2 separate regions of the Macaca mulatta genome follow, and region 1 is linked to region 2. A link is a contact called in public Hi-C data. All regions are on one chromosome and are shown on one strand. Each heading gives the region's core, a stretch centred on a gene start, on an enhancer-like site or on the middle of the called end of the contact. The rest is flanking DNA. Distances are from core to core; before and after follow the strand shown.

Evidence for each region. Hi-C and Micro-C count contacts between places; a contact is called where the count stands out from the background.
Region 1: a Hi-C map of CD4 T cells shows a contact between it and region 2, with 2.0 times the contacts expected there. The contact joins the promoter of ZNF891 here to the promoter of ZNF140 in region 2. A contact is called at or near these places in 3 of 14 Hi-C or Micro-C datasets (CD4 T cells, fetal cortex germinal zone and liver).

The regions. Positions count from the first base shown.
Region 1 is chr11:140,469,688-140,476,925 of T2T-MMU8v2.0, reverse strand. ZNF891 (zinc finger protein 891) reads left to right here and starts at 4,068. Exons shown (of 3, transcript XM_077955940.1): 1 at 4,068-4,122. The region is part of intron 1 of ZNF268 (zinc finger protein 268); the gene reads right to left. It overlaps ZNF10 (zinc finger protein 10), which reads right to left and starts at 3,711. Exons shown (of 5, transcript XM_015109755.3): 1 at 3,585-3,711.
Region 2 is chr11:140,424,695-140,432,530 of T2T-MMU8v2.0, reverse strand. ZNF140 (zinc finger protein 140) reads right to left here and starts at 6,107. Exons shown (of 4, transcript XM_077955954.1): 1 at 5,664-6,107; 2 at 3,119-3,214. All of the region lies in intron 1 of ZNF268 (zinc finger protein 268), which reads right to left.

The sequences.
Region 1 (7,238 bases), core at 2,819-5,318, 46 kb before region 2:
TATATTTCCCTGAATGCTCACCTTCTTCTCCCCCTCTTTTACTTTTTTTTTTTTTTTGAGATGGAGTCTTGCTCTGTTGCCCAGGCTGGAGTGCAATGGCATGATCTCGGCTCATTGCAATCTCTGCCTCCCAGGTTCAAGTGATTCTCCTGCCTCAGCCTCCCATGTAGCTGGGATTACAGGCGCCCACCACCACGCCCGGCTAATTTTTTTTTTTTTTTTGTATTTTTAGTAGTGACGAGGTTTTACCATGTAGGCCAGGCTGGTCTCAAACTCCTGACCTCAGGTGATCTCCATCCGTCTTGGCCTCCCAAAGTGCTGGGATTACAGGCGTGAGCCACCGCGCCCAGCCACCCACCTCTTTTACTTTTAAGGACCCCTGTTATTACACTAAGCCCATCGAAATAATCCAGGGTAATCTCTCCCCATCTTGAAGTCCTTCACTGAATCACATCTGCAAATTCTATTTTGCAATATAAGGTAAAATATTCCCAGGTGCCGGTGATATCTCTGGGGAGCCATTATTTTGCCTGCCACAAGAGCAGAGATGGGCTGAAAAGAAGCTTCAAGTATCAGCAAGAAGGCTATGAAAGTCACTATTTGAGGCACAAGCAGTTCCAAAGCACAGCTCCAATCAAACATTTAGCGTACAAGTTTCACAACTATTGACCCTTTTCAACTTAACTCCCACTACATTTACCCCATATTCTCTAAGGATCACTTTAATGCCATCTTTGCTGTGAGGCCTTCCCACTGTCTCAGAGAGAATCAGTGGTTCTATCCTCAGTAAACACGAAGGACTCTGCCCATGCCCTGTTCTAGCACTTCAACACTGCCTTACAGTACCAAAATTTGTCTGTCTCCCTTAGGAGATAGTGAACCACTTGAGAATTAGGACAATCTCATTCAAAATCCTGGGAAGAGGCTAGTAAAGTGCTTAGCACTTCACATTCATTCACTCTGACATCTGTCTATACTTAACCAGCACTCACAATGACAGGCACAACCTCGTCAGGCACAGCATTTCACTTGGGGACATAGAGTTCATTAATAAAGACAACAGAGTCTCTTCAAGTTCTGAAAAGGTTTACCAGTATTTGCTTCAGCAAAGGGCAAGGTATGATCAGCAAAAAGGACCCAGCAGCCACAAAGTTAAAACTCAGTAGCCAATAGACATGCCAAAGATGTATTTAAAGATACAAAAGGCAAAGACACTGCATCTGTCAAAACTCAGCAAATGTACACTTAAGATTTGCACTTTTCATGTTTTGTACATTTCACATCTAAAGAAAAACCTAAACAAATATAGAATTCTAGTTAATACACAGGCATTCTGAAATTTTTAGGGAATATGTACCCATGTCAATTTACTTTGAAAAAAATAAAAAAATACAATGAACTGATGAATAAAAATAGGGACAGACAGGTATTTGTTAAAATTAGGTATAGTGAAATATTAATGGTAGAGTCTAGATGGGAAGGTTTATAAGTATTCACTGTAAACTTCTTATAATTTAGCCGTATGTTCAAAATTTTTCACAATAAAATATTTAACAGGAAATGTTAGGATCAGGCAGCAAGGAGACATTGTGTGGAAAGAGAAAAAAGTAATGTTCTTGGATGTTCATCATAAGACAAAGAGGCACATATACAGACAAAGGTGGCCTATATCATAGTCCCAACCTTGCTTCATAGCCAGAAGAATTGAAAGTCCTGGCTGACATGAGACATGCCAGAAAGAGTACTGCTGATGAAAGAGTCTCTTGTAGGCACAACAGAGATATTAACAATAAGAAATTTCTGTTTCCTTAAAATAATGTTTTGTTTTTTTTTTTTTGAGACAGAGTTTCGCTCTTGTTGCTCGTTAACTTATGATGTGTATCTCAAATCTCTGCCCTTGTGACTGGCATATGCTAAGAGCTAAAATTAGCTGGGCGTTGTGGCAGGAGCCTGTAATCCCAGCTACCAGGGAGGCTGAGGCAGGAGAATTGCTTGAACCCTGGAGGCAGAGGTTGTAGTGAGCCAAGATCGCGCCATTGCACTCCAGCCTGGGCAACAAGAGCAAAACTCCATCTCAAAACAAAAACAAAACAAAATTCTCCGATTTTCTTGACAACTGAATATAATCTATAAACAAATCTGTTTTTATTCTTACCCTTTATTCTTCTACATTGCGTAGTAAGGTTTTGAAGTTTTTCTCATATAGTTCACATATATTTCTAGCTAAAATTATTTTATTCCTATTGTGTAGACTTTTTAAAAATAAAAGTATGTGCTAACTTGTTGAGGACAGCAAGTCAATCTATTAGCTTATTATTTCCTTTTCAGTCACTTTACTACAAATTATTGATAATTGAATCTCTTCTCATTTAGGGGACTTAATTAATAAGGATAATTTTGTAATCTCTTTTCCAGAAGGTAAGCCTCATATCTACTTAAATATTGTCCTAAGTAGAATTTCCAGACGGTGCTTACATAAAATACTGATAAGCATATATTCTCATTTAATTTACGATGTGTATCTCAAATCTCTGCCCTTGTGACTGGCATATGCTAAGAACTAAAGAAATGCATGGTGAGAGAAGTAATGAAAAAACAAATGTAATTTTCAAAAAGAGGCAGGAGTGTGTGCAACTTACCATCCAGGAGGCTTTGGAAGATGGGGAACAATTTTAATAAAACAGAAGAGATTAGTTGTGTCACAAAAGTTAATGTGGAAGTGATTTTCAAAGTGGTAGGGAGGAGGTGAGCTATCCAGTTCTCGGAGAGCTAACTGCAGTCATCTCTAACCTAATAATATTTGTTGGCTGGCATTCTGGGTGACATCCTGCCTTCCCTTTTACTTTTTTTTTTTTTAATTAAGTCTCTTTCTGCAATTAATGTATAGCTAGAATTGAAATTGTTCAACTTCTGCATACACTTTGGGTGGGATCTACGTACCAAATCTTGATGTTAACCTTATCTTTGACACTCATATTATGTGTTAGATGGCCTATATACAATTTTAATTAACAAATCTAGCGTCAAGGGAAAATAAAAATATAGTAAACTTATCATCTGTCTCTGAAAACAAAAAAAGTAGATTAAACAAACACACCTCTAGTTAACCTATTTGATTAAAAAACAAAATTGAAGATGAGGAAGCTAGGAGCTAGAGACGCAGGATTTGTTTTCAAAAGACCACACACAAATTGGCGTCACTATTTCAATAAATGCTAGAAAGGCCATTGGTAAAATTTTAAACATCTATCCCAGCTGGGGGAAAAATGGAAGTTAGACTAGAAGAAACCTTATTTTGTATTACTCAAAATACCTGGCTCAAACTTACTACCACCGCCGCCCACTCTGCGTCAATCTCCAGGCGCAGCCGTTATTCTCCACAGAACAAGAACGTCCGCCGTGAACGCCTGGGCCGCGCGAGGGAGAGTGACTCCGGCAAGGGGTGACTATCACCGTTAGAATTTTTCATTGACAAAATTACCGTCTACCTAGAAATACGAAGCTAATACACTGCTACATTACTAAAGGGTTCAACACGCGTCTCATTACGATGCAAACACAAAATTCAGCACTTTCGTGTATACCTGCAATAAGCAACTAGAAGGTTCGATGGGAGAAAGCGATCTCGTCACAAAGGCAGCAGCAACGGCAAAACAGAGAACGCGACTCCATTCCCCGCGCAGCGCGAGCAGCGGCGTCAGAGCGGTGTCTGAGGCCGGCCCGGCACTACGGCGCCACCTCCCCGTGGCCTGACGTCACGCACGCGCACGCGCCCCGCCCCGCCCCATTAGTCCTGCGCCCGCCCCTGCCGCGCACGCACGCACACGCACCCCTCACACACACCGTGACGCACGCGCCCCAGCCTGGCGTTCAGGCCGCACCCCGCCCCCAGCCCGTCAGCCGCGCGCCCCGGGATCCTAGAATCGGCGTTTCCCCGCCGGCGCCCCAGCCGCCACTCCGTGACGGACACTTCCGTGACGGGCCTTCCGCCGAGAGCGCGCTCGTGACGCACGGACCACGCTCCTTCCGCGGGGCGGCGCACAAGCTCCTGGGAAACGTAGTTCGGCCTTACGTCCCCCTTAGGCTGGACCGCGGGCGCCTGGAGGCGGGCGCCGAGGATGGGTGAGCGTGCAGGGCGGTGGCTTGTTCAACCGGGATGCGTCTCGTGGGCTCAGCCTCGCCCACTGAGTTCTCCTGCGTGCAGGCGTCGCCTCACGGAAGTTTGGGCCTCGGGGAGCCTGCCTGGGAGGCGGCGGTGGGAGAGGCCCTTGAGGGAGGAGGGGCCCCTTACCGGGTGCGAGTGGCGCGCGGGGACCAGGGGCGCGAGGGGCGGAGGGGTCCCGGGCTGGCTGTGTGTGCCACGCAGGGAGCGCCGGGGGACCGGGGGCGCGCGTTTGCCTCCTTTTCTAAGCAACACGGGAGGGCTGAGGGTGCACGCCTCCCTGTCCAGCAGCCTCTTGAATCTCCAAATCTAATAATGGGTTGAATCACAGCCATAGTTTTTTTCACCTATTGCATTATACTCTGGTGTATTCAATTGGCTGTCTCCCTTTGACTTCACTTATGCTCACAAGATTGCATTTTAATCTTTTTGTGTACTCTCCTTGCCCGTTATACTAACAAGATTTTATAAACTTCATAATAATTTGGACAGCACAGTCTCTTCTATTCTGTAAAACAGGTCACCACCCCCCACCGCCCCCCGCCCCGCCTCCAAAAGTTTGGTACAATTTGCATGCAGAACCTTTGGTCTTATTTAGTACGCGTTTAACTTCTGACTCAATTTTTGTTTGTTTTGAGACGGAGTTTCGCTCTTTGTTGCCCAGGCTAAAGTGCAATGGCGCGATCTCGGCTCACGCAAGCTCCGCCTCCCGGATTCAAGTGAATCTCCTGCCTCAGCCTCCGGAGTCGCTGCGATTACAAGCATGAGCCACCACGCCGTGGCTAATTCTGTATTTTTAGTGGAGACGGGGGTTTCTCCGTGTTGGTCAGGCTGGTCTCGAGCTCCCGATCTCAGGTGATCTGCCAGCCTCCCAAAGCGCTGGGATTACAAGAGTGAGCCACCGCACCCGGTCCTGACTCAGTTTTTTAAAAGTCTCATTGATTAGGTATTTTAGTTTGTATTCTGTTTTAGATACCTTTTCCTAGATAATTGTTTTTAGTGTAATTTTTCAAATTTATTGGCATAAAATTGCCCATGCTATTTTATCACTGTAAGTAATTTCTGTGGTGATTTTTAAAATCACTACTTTTTAATATTTTAAAATAACTGCTGTAATTGTTATTTTTTTCTTTTTTGAACCTAATTATCTAGGTGTTCTTTTTTTCTTGATTACTCCTATAAGGTATCAGTGTACATTAGTCTTTTCAAAAATGTAGATTTGGTTTTTTTTTGTTGTTGTTGTTTTGGTCTTTTTTTGGGGGCGGGTCCTGTTACAGTAAGTTTTGCTCTTAATTTTAAAATTTTCTTTTACTTTGTTGCTGTTTTCCTACCTTTTTTTTTTTTCCGAGACAGTTTCACTCTGTCTCCAGGCTGGAGGGCAGTGGCATGATCTCGGCTCACTGTAGCCTCCGCCACCTGGATTCAAGCAATTCTCCTGCCTCACGCCCCATCAAGCCCGGCTGATCCGGCCAATTTTTGTTTTTGTTTTTCAGACAGAGTCTCTCTCTGTCGCCCAGGCTGGAATGCAATGGCAGGATCTCGGCTCACTGCAACTTCCGCATCCCAGGTTCAAGCCATTTTCCTGCCTCAGCCTCCGCAATAGCTGGGATCACAGGCGCACGCTGCCATGCCCGGTTAATTTTTTGTATTTTTCAGTAGAGACGGGGTTTCACCGTGTTGCCCAGGCTGGTCTCGAACTCTTGAGCTCAGGCAGTCCGCCCGCTTTGGCCTCCCGAAGTGCTAGGATTACAGGCATGAGCCACCACACCTGGCCATCTGCTGCTTGATTTGACTGGGTAATTAATTTATTTCTATTTGTGCTCCAAGAAATGTGTGTGTACATTTTTAAGAGCTGAATATGTTGAAAGACTCATAATAAAAAAAAAGTAACACCTTAACCCCATCTCTTCCCAGTGGCAACCACTTGAAAATATTTAAGCAATTCTGGCTTTGAACTCCTCTCAGTATTTTTTTATTCACTGATTTCAGACATTATTTTTAAATAAAAACTTTGGCTGCCTTCTTTCCACATCCTTAAATCACAATGTAATTATCTCCCACAAATTTTGGATAAATATGTTCAGTGTTTTCATTTGATGACTAGTCTGTAGTACTGAACCATAATGTTTCTTTCTTTCTTTTTTTTTTTTTTTTTTTTTTTTTTTTTTGAGACGGAGTCTTGCTCTGTCACCCAGGCTGGAGTGCAGTGGCCGGATCTCAGCTCACTGCAAGCTCCGCCTCCCGGGTTTACGCCGTTCTCCTGCCTCAGCCTCCCGAGTAGCTGGGACTACAGGCGCCCGCCACCTCGCCCGGCTAGTTTTTTTGTATTTTTTAGTAGAGACGGGGTTTCACCGTGTTAGCCGGGATCGTCTCTCGATCTCCTGGCCTCGTGATCCGCCCGTCTCGGCCTCCCAAAGTGCTGGGATTACAGGCTTGAGCCACCGCGCCCGGCCAATGTTTCTTTCTTGTACAAGGTTTACCTTTCTTGTTTATAATGACTGCCTTTTTTATTCATTTACTTAGGTTTTCTTAAATCTATGTAAAATGTCTTTTGGTTCCATTTTCCTCAAGGGCTAATCTGTCATACAGTCTTACCACTTTTCTCCTTTTCTGGACATCCCCCTACAATGTAGATTGATCAGTTACTCTGTAGGCATGCAGCACACTGGCATACCACTGGGCTTCCCTTTTACCCTCATCAGTTTCCTCATCTCACCTCTGTGTTAGATCTCCTGTTTCCTATAAAGCACTTCTATTCCTGTTTGCTGGATTGTAATCTTACTGCCTTGAAAAAGGGTCCATATGATTTACATATATTAAAGTTGTAGAAATGAATAGAAATTACTTTGTCCTCACATTTGTGTGGTGTTTTCACCTAGTATACAAATCTCAGTGGGAAGTTACTTTCCATTAGAATTTTGAAAGCCAGTGAAGCTGGATAGGAAATGGGGCAGTGTTACCGTTACTGTTGAGAAGTCCTATTTCATACCTGCTAATGTTGCTTTCTGTGTAATCTGTTTATCATCTCTTGGAGCTCTTTGGTATTCAAAGATTTCATGATGATGTGTGTTCTAAT
Region 2 (7,836 bases), core at 4,858-7,357:
GTTTAAACCACGAGCTACCACTGCACACCCTTCTGATAGGTGAAAATTATGATGCCCAGAGGCATTCACTTATTGTGTTTGTGGGAGTATAAGTCAGTCAAGGGTCTTTGGAAAACATTTTGGCATTATCTAATGACTTAAAGAGGTGCATTATCCTCCAACCTGGCAATTCCAGTCCTATATATAAACCACAGAGAAACGTGCCAATATGTATCAGGATACAAGCACAGTAACAACATTGCTTGCAGTATCTCTAAATGTGCAAAAAAGAAGCCCTCAATAGTAGAAAGAATAAATTGTAGTATACTTACTTGTACAACGAAAAAAAAATTTTTTTAACTTTTAAAAAAATAGGGTCTTGCTCTGTTGCCCAGGCTAGAGTGCAGTGGCACAATCACAGTTCACTGCAGCCTGAAACTTCTAGGCTCAAGTGGTTCTCTTGCCTCAGCCTCTCAGGTAGCTAGAACTATGGGCACATGCCACCATGCCTAGCTAGCTTTTAAAAATTTTTTGTAGAGACAGGGTCTCTCTAGGTTGCCCAGGCTTGTCTTAAACTCCTGGCCTCAAGTGATTCTCCCAACTCAGTCTCCCAAAGTATTGGAATTATAGGCATGAGTCACCATGCACAGCCAAAAACATTTTTAAAATAATTTGGAGAAGCAAATCAATAAATACATTATAAATCTTTCTATATAAAGTTCACAAACACACAAACCTAAACTATAATGAACACAAATGCAAACAGCTGATTAAACTATAAAGAAAACCAAGGAAGCTACTTTACCATAAGAGCAAAGAGATGATTGGCTTTATTGGAGGATGAGGATGAGCACACGGAAGGCTTGCAAGAAACCTAGCAGTGTTGTGCTTATTGACCTTGGTCACATGGGTGTTTGCCTTATAGTAATTTATTAAGTATACATGTATGTTCATGCATTACTTCTGTCTGTGTGTGATATTTCACAATGAAAAGAATTTTCAAAATAAGATACTGGAAGGAACACATAAAAACTTCAAGAACTGTGTTAAAGTAGTAGAATCAGGCTGGGCGCAGTGGCTCACGCCTTTAATCCCAGCACTTTGGGAAGCCTAGGTGGGCGGATCACAAGGTCAGGAGTTTGAGACCAGCCTGGCCAACATGGTGAAACCCCATCTCTACTAAAAATACAAAAATTAGCCAGGCGTGGTGGCAGGCGCCTGCAATCCCAGTTACTCGGGAGGCTAAGGCAGGAGAATCGCTTGAACCCGGACAGCGGAGGTTGCAGTGAGCTGAGATTGTGCCATCACACTCTAGCCTGGGGTACAAGAGCGAGACTTTGTCTCAAAAGAAAAAAAAAAAGTAGTAGAATTAGAGACAACTTCCATGTTTTCCTTTTTCCTCACTTCCTTCGTACATACTTTTATCGGTTTTGTTATTTTTTAATTCAAAAAGGATATTTTTCCTCATTTGCTCCCACTAAACGAAGTTTCCCTGCACCTGTTCCACCTCATGGCTTCAGCCCACATTAGTACCTCCTTTGCAAATCCTTCTGGACATTCTCCTAACGAACTCTGCAGCATTTCATATTAACAACCACTACTCTCCTTAAAGCTACAGCTCAGTTTTCATGGCACCTGTTTCATCAGTCCTAAGCTGCTGCCTCATAAAATGTATGCATTCCTCCTTTTTTCTCTAAAAATCAGTGTACCTCCATTAAACATCTGCTGTAGGCCAGGCGCGGTGGCTCAAGCCTGTAATCCCAGCACTTTGGGAGGCCGAGACGGGTGGATCACGAGGTCAGGAGATCGAGACCATCCTGGCTAACACGGTGAAACCCCGTCTCTACTAAAAAATACAAAAAACTAGCCGGGCAAGGTGGTGGGTGCCTGTAGTCCCAGCTACTCGGGAGGCTGAGGCAGGAGAATGGCGTGAACCCGGGAGGCAGAGCTTGCAGTGAGCTGAGATCCGGCCACTGCACTCCAGCCCGGGCAACAGAGCGAGACTCCGTCTCAAAAAAAAAAAAAAAAAAAAAACTGTTGTAGAATCAACTATAGAACTTACAGAACTTACAAAATTCAGAACTTACAGAATTCATCACCTTTTCTCCAAAAATGACCCTTTTCTGTCTGTTTCTCTACTGAAATCTGTATCCAAATTATCCAAGCCTAAAACGCCAACTGGAAATTCCTTTTTTCACTGCTGAACTGCTAATTTGAGGATATCTAATGCAAGTTATTTAGACACATCACTAGGCCATGAATTCCTTGATAGTTATTACACTTTTATACACCCTCTAGTCTCTGTAGCATTTAATAGAGAGTCTTAAGATTGACAAGATTAAAATTTCTGTAAATATTAAGAGTGTATGTGAAGGAATAAATATCAGTTAATTAAAGAGTAATGAGCTAATCCTTTCCAGGTGATTAAATAGAACAGCAATATATGTACTTTTTAATTTTTCTTTCTTTCTCAGGTTGGATTTAGGCAATAGAAATATATGTCCATTTGAAGAAAGAAAGGGAGGAAAAAACAAAAAGAAATGAAATTCACAGACCAGACAAAACGAACAATGACAACAAAAAAGATACCTGTGAGAAAGTAGAGGAAGTATAAAGTGAGAACTGGTTGAGTATGTTAGCTGTTACGTAATATAGAAAAAACAAAGAGAACTGGGTATGAAGTAGTCCTTTATGGAGTTGTAAGTGAAACTTCAGTCTTTATATCTCTGGTATTTTTTTTTTTTGAGACACAGTCTCGCTCTGTCTCCCAGGCTGGAGTCAGTGGCACAATCTCGGCTCACCACAAGCTCTGTCTCCCGGGTTCACACCATTCTCCTGCCTCAGCCTCCCAAGTAGCTGGGACTACAGGCGCCGCCACCGCACCCGGCTAATTTTTTGTATTTTTAGTAGAGACAGGGTTTCACCATGTTAGCCAGGATGGTCTCGATCTCCTGACCTTGTGATCCACCTGCCCTGGCCTCCCAAAGTGCTGGGATTACAGGTGTGAGCCACCGCGCCCGGCCTATCTCTGGTATCTTTAAGGGAAAATTTTCCAATCAACATATTAAAAAGTATTCCTTTCTCATTGACTAGTTGAGTGGTTTAAAAAAATTTTCCCATCAGCTTCCAACTCACTCACCTGAAAACAGGTCTCTGTTCACATTCCTTTTCCCCAGCCAGGGTTCTTTCCCTTGCTCCAATAAGGAAACCACATCTGGCTTAGAAATGGAAAGACCTGCTTGCAGAAAATGAAATAAATTCAAAATCAGTTGTTGAATCCTAACAAGGGCCACAAAAGAAATGTCAGATGGAAGTTTTTAAAATGTCTAAAAATAAGGTACACTTACGTCCCCATCTTACTAATTTTAAGAAACCCCATACCTATCTTGGGAATATTCAGCCAGATAATTGTAACAGCCACCCTAAAGGTCAAATTTTGACTTGAGGGAGATGAAGAGGAATAATTACCCAGTGAGACCAGATGGCCATAGTTCTCCAACATTACACATCGGTACAGATCTCTCTGAGCAGGCTGAAGCCATTTCCACTCCTCCTGGGAGAAGTCTATGGCCACATCTCTGAATGTCACTGACCCCTGAAATGACACACAGATATCTGCATGACCAGGACCCATGCTCCCAAACTCCCTGCAAGTATAAAATGAGTCTCACTCTGGAGGTTAGGCAATGTGTCTAAGTAGCAACAATGGGAGTTTTCAGAATTCTGAGTAATTATATAATGAAGAGCCTAGCTTTTGTGTTTTGTTGCATAACTGGAGAAAAGGAGAAAAAACATAAATTATCTGTCCTGAGACAATTTACAGTTTTGTTCAAAATAAAGGATTATACATATGAACAATATGGATTTTTGGCATTGGTTGTAAAAATTCTTAAGATTTTACAGTATTCCTTTATGTTAATAAATAATGTATATTTTCCTTAATATCAGCCTATTTTTTTTTTTTTTTTTTTTTTTTTTGAGACGGAGTCTCGCTCTGTCGCCCAGCCCAGGCTGGAGTGCAGTGGCGCGATCTCGGCTCACTGCAAGCTCCGCCTCCCGGGTTCACGCCATTCTCCTGCCTCAGCCTCCCGAGTAGCTGGGACTACAGGCGCCCACAACCGCGCCCGGCTAATTTTTTGTATTTTTAGTAGAGACAGGGTTTCACCGTGGTCTCGATCTCCTGACCTTGTGATCCGCCCGCCTCGGCCTCCCAAAGTGCTGGGATTACAGGCGTGAGCCACCGCGCCCGGCCAATATCAGCCTATTTTAATATAATTCAGCCAGAATTTCTTCAGGGTAATAATTGGCTATAGCAGATAATAGCAGAACCCTTCAAATGGGGCATATAGTCTCAAGTTTGTTCCAGTCACCCCTAATCCTAAATAAATACCTGTGAAACTTAGTGGTAATTTTGTCAATGTCACAGAACAAGGAGGATAGGCAGTAAAGAATCTTGATTCTGCAAGAAGAGAATGTAACACCTCCCAGGATAGAACCTAAAGCACTTTCCCTCGGAGTTAGGGAGAAAAATATAGAAGCCCTTGCTTTGCAGCCTGGTTTTGCACCACTTGAGTGATCCACATAGATCTATAAGGCATGAATGGGAATTTAAAAGGTCTCAAACTAGTAGCAGCCCCAGATGGATGGCAGTTATATTTTACAGTTTTGAAGTTTAATAAAAAAGTGATTAAAGACTGTTGACTAATAAAGCAGCTGTTTCCTACACAGCAAGATCTGCAGCAGAGGTGAAAATTGGATTCCCTAGAAAAACTCAGAAAGCCTCTGAATTTGGAGAGAAGTATGACAAAAAGTAGGACAAAGAAGTGGAACTGAAAATGAGGGACTCATTTTGAATAGTTGACCCTGTTATCCCCACTGCTGTGAAGCACAATTACCAGCCAAACTCTTAGCCCCAATCAAAATAAAAATGTGTTCCTTATGTCATGTCAGAAAAATGAGCTCTATGGGTTCAGAGATTTTGTTTTGGTCACTTCTGCATCCTCCAGACATAGAATGAGCTGAGCGTTAGAAGCACTTGGAAGGACTGTTAGATTGCTGGGCCAAATTCCCAGTTTCTGATTCAGAAGGTCTGGGGTAGGACTCAAGAATATTCATTTCTAACAAGTTCTCAGATGATGCTGATACTGCTGGTCCAAGGATCACACTGTGGGAACCACTGAAAGTAGAGGTTCAGTAAGAACATATTCAATAAATGAATGAAGGGGCGCTGGAGTAACGCAAAGCACTCCTCGTTCTAATACTGTGGGAAGAAGAGGCAATGTAACAGCTGGCACCCTACCCTCCCACCCTAAAACATACCAGCCAGGTCAGAAATCCCGCCCACATCTGGATAGTTTCCTGTCACTCTCTTCATGTATACTTAAGTATAAGCACCTGAAAAGGAGGAACAGGGGACAGGGTCCTGGGGTTCCGCCAGGCAGGTGGTTGTAAGAGAAAGCCACGTCCCAAGTCCTGAAAAATACGGCTGCACTTCACAAAGAAAAGAGGAGACAGGCTCAATGGGTTGGCTCACTTGAGGCCAAGAGTTTGAGGTTACAGGATGCTATGATCGCCCCACTGCACTCCAGCCTGGGCGACAGGAGGAGACCCTGTCTCTGTCTTTCAAAGAAAAAAAAAAAAAAAATATATATATATATATATATATATATATATCATCAGCTTACCTGAGACATAGCTCACAGAAGGGACCGAGGAGATCAGAAAGTGTAAAATGGCAGACCTGGCAGAGAGAGGAGCCCTGAGCGAACGGGCCAGCTAGGCCGCGCCCAAGTCACTAGATCCCGCACTGGGGATTCCCGTGGTCCCCGCTCCGCGCCTCCCACGTAGAGAGCGGGGCCCCGAGAGAGGGCGCTTGGACCACCGGCGCCGGCTTTCTCCTCCTGCCACGGCGCGCCTCCCCAGAACCCGGCCACCTAACAGTGGCCACAGGACGGCGCGTTTCCGTTGTGCTTCCGGCCAGGTGGGTGTCGCGTTCCGGGGCTCCGGACCGAGTCACCGCCCGGGGCCATCCGGCGCAGACCGGGGTTCTCCTTTCCTTGCCTACACAGGCCAGACGCTCGGAGCCGCCCCCGAGGGCCCCACCGCGGGCGTCGCAGGAATGCGTCTTCAGAAGCCTCGCGGACGTCACCCCACCAGGCCGCCTGCCTCAAAAACTACAATTCCCAGAAATGCGGCCCTGCGCGCAAGGGCATACGGTTTTCGTTCCTACTGGATCTCCCAGAGCGCCGCGCTCCCGCGCGAGGAAACAAAGAACGAGGGCCTGGGACAACTACAATTCCCAGAAGGCCCCGCGGCCCCGCGCTCCAGAGCATAGGGCTGTCCTCCCACGCCAGAGCCTAGGAACAAAGAACTCGGGACCTAGGCAACCACACTTCCCAGAAACAACCGCGGCCCCCCGCGGGAGACCACACAGGGCTTTCGGTTCTTATAACTCCCCGCGTGCCTCTCGGCCACACGCACAACCAGCCGAGAAACGAAGAACGCGGGACTCAGGCAACCACACTTCCCAGAAACAACCGCGACCCCGCTGGAGAAAGCAAATGACTTTCCCCGCCCCACTACAACTCCCAGGGTGCCTTGAGGCCACGCGCACATCACCGAAAGACAAAGAACACGAGCTTCAGGCAACTACACTTCCCAGAACCTCCTGCGACCCTGCGCAAAAGGGCGGAGGACTGTCTTCCCCTACTACGACTCCCAGAGTGCATCGCGGCCACGCCCAAAGCCGGAAGACTATGTAGGGCTTTAGCGACTAGATTTCCCCCAAACTCCTGCGGCCCACGAGAGAGGGTATAGGGTTTTCCTCCCGTACTACGACTCCCACAGTGCCTCGCTGGCGTGCACACACCGCCCAGAGACAAGGAACTGGAGACTCAGGCGAACTACACTTCCCAGAACCCACCGCGACCCAACAAGAGCCCGAGACCGCAACTATTAAATAACTAGGATACTTAAAGACTGTGGAGTCAGTACTTCAGTCCAAGACCTTTTGTTACTGGAAAGGGGTCTGGATCTCAGACTCTAAGAGAGGGTTCTTGGATCTCGCACAAGAAAGAATTCGAGGCGAATGCATAAAGTGAAAGCAAGTTTATTAGGAAAGTAAAGGAATAAAGAATGGCTAATCCATAGGCAGGGCAGCCCCGAGGGTGCTGGTTGCGCATTTTTATGGTTATTTCTTTATTATATGCTAAACAAGGGGTGGATTATTCATGCCTCCTCTTTCTAGACCATATAGGGTAACTTCCTGATGTTGCCATGGCCACTGGTGGGCAGTGAGGACAATCAGAGGTCGCTCTCATCACACATCTTGGTTTTGGTGGGTTTAGTCGGCTTGTTTACTGCAACCTGTTTTATCAGCAAGGTGTTTATGACACGTATTTTGTGCCAACCTCATATCTCATCCTGTGACTAAGAATGCCTTAACCTCCAGGGAATGAAGGCCAGCAGGTCTCAGCCTTATTTTACCCAACTCTATCTACCCCTACTAAAGATAGAGTTGCCCTAGTTCAACCACCTCTGACAGTGGAAGTTGTAGCACTGAGGACAGCCAGAAGTCACTCTCATTGCCATCTTGGTTTTGGTGGGTTTTAGCCGGCTTCCTTACTGTAAACTTTTATCAGCAAGGTCTTTATGACCTGTATCTCATGCTGACCTCCTGTCTCATACTGTGACTTAGAATGCCTAACGGTCTTGGAACGCAGCCCAGTATGCCTCAGCCTTATTTTACCCAGCTCTTGTTTAAGATGGAGTTGCTGGGAGCAGTGGCTCATGCCTGTAATCCCAGCACTTTGGGAGGCCGAGGCGGGCAGATTACCCAAGGTCAGGAGTTTGAGATCA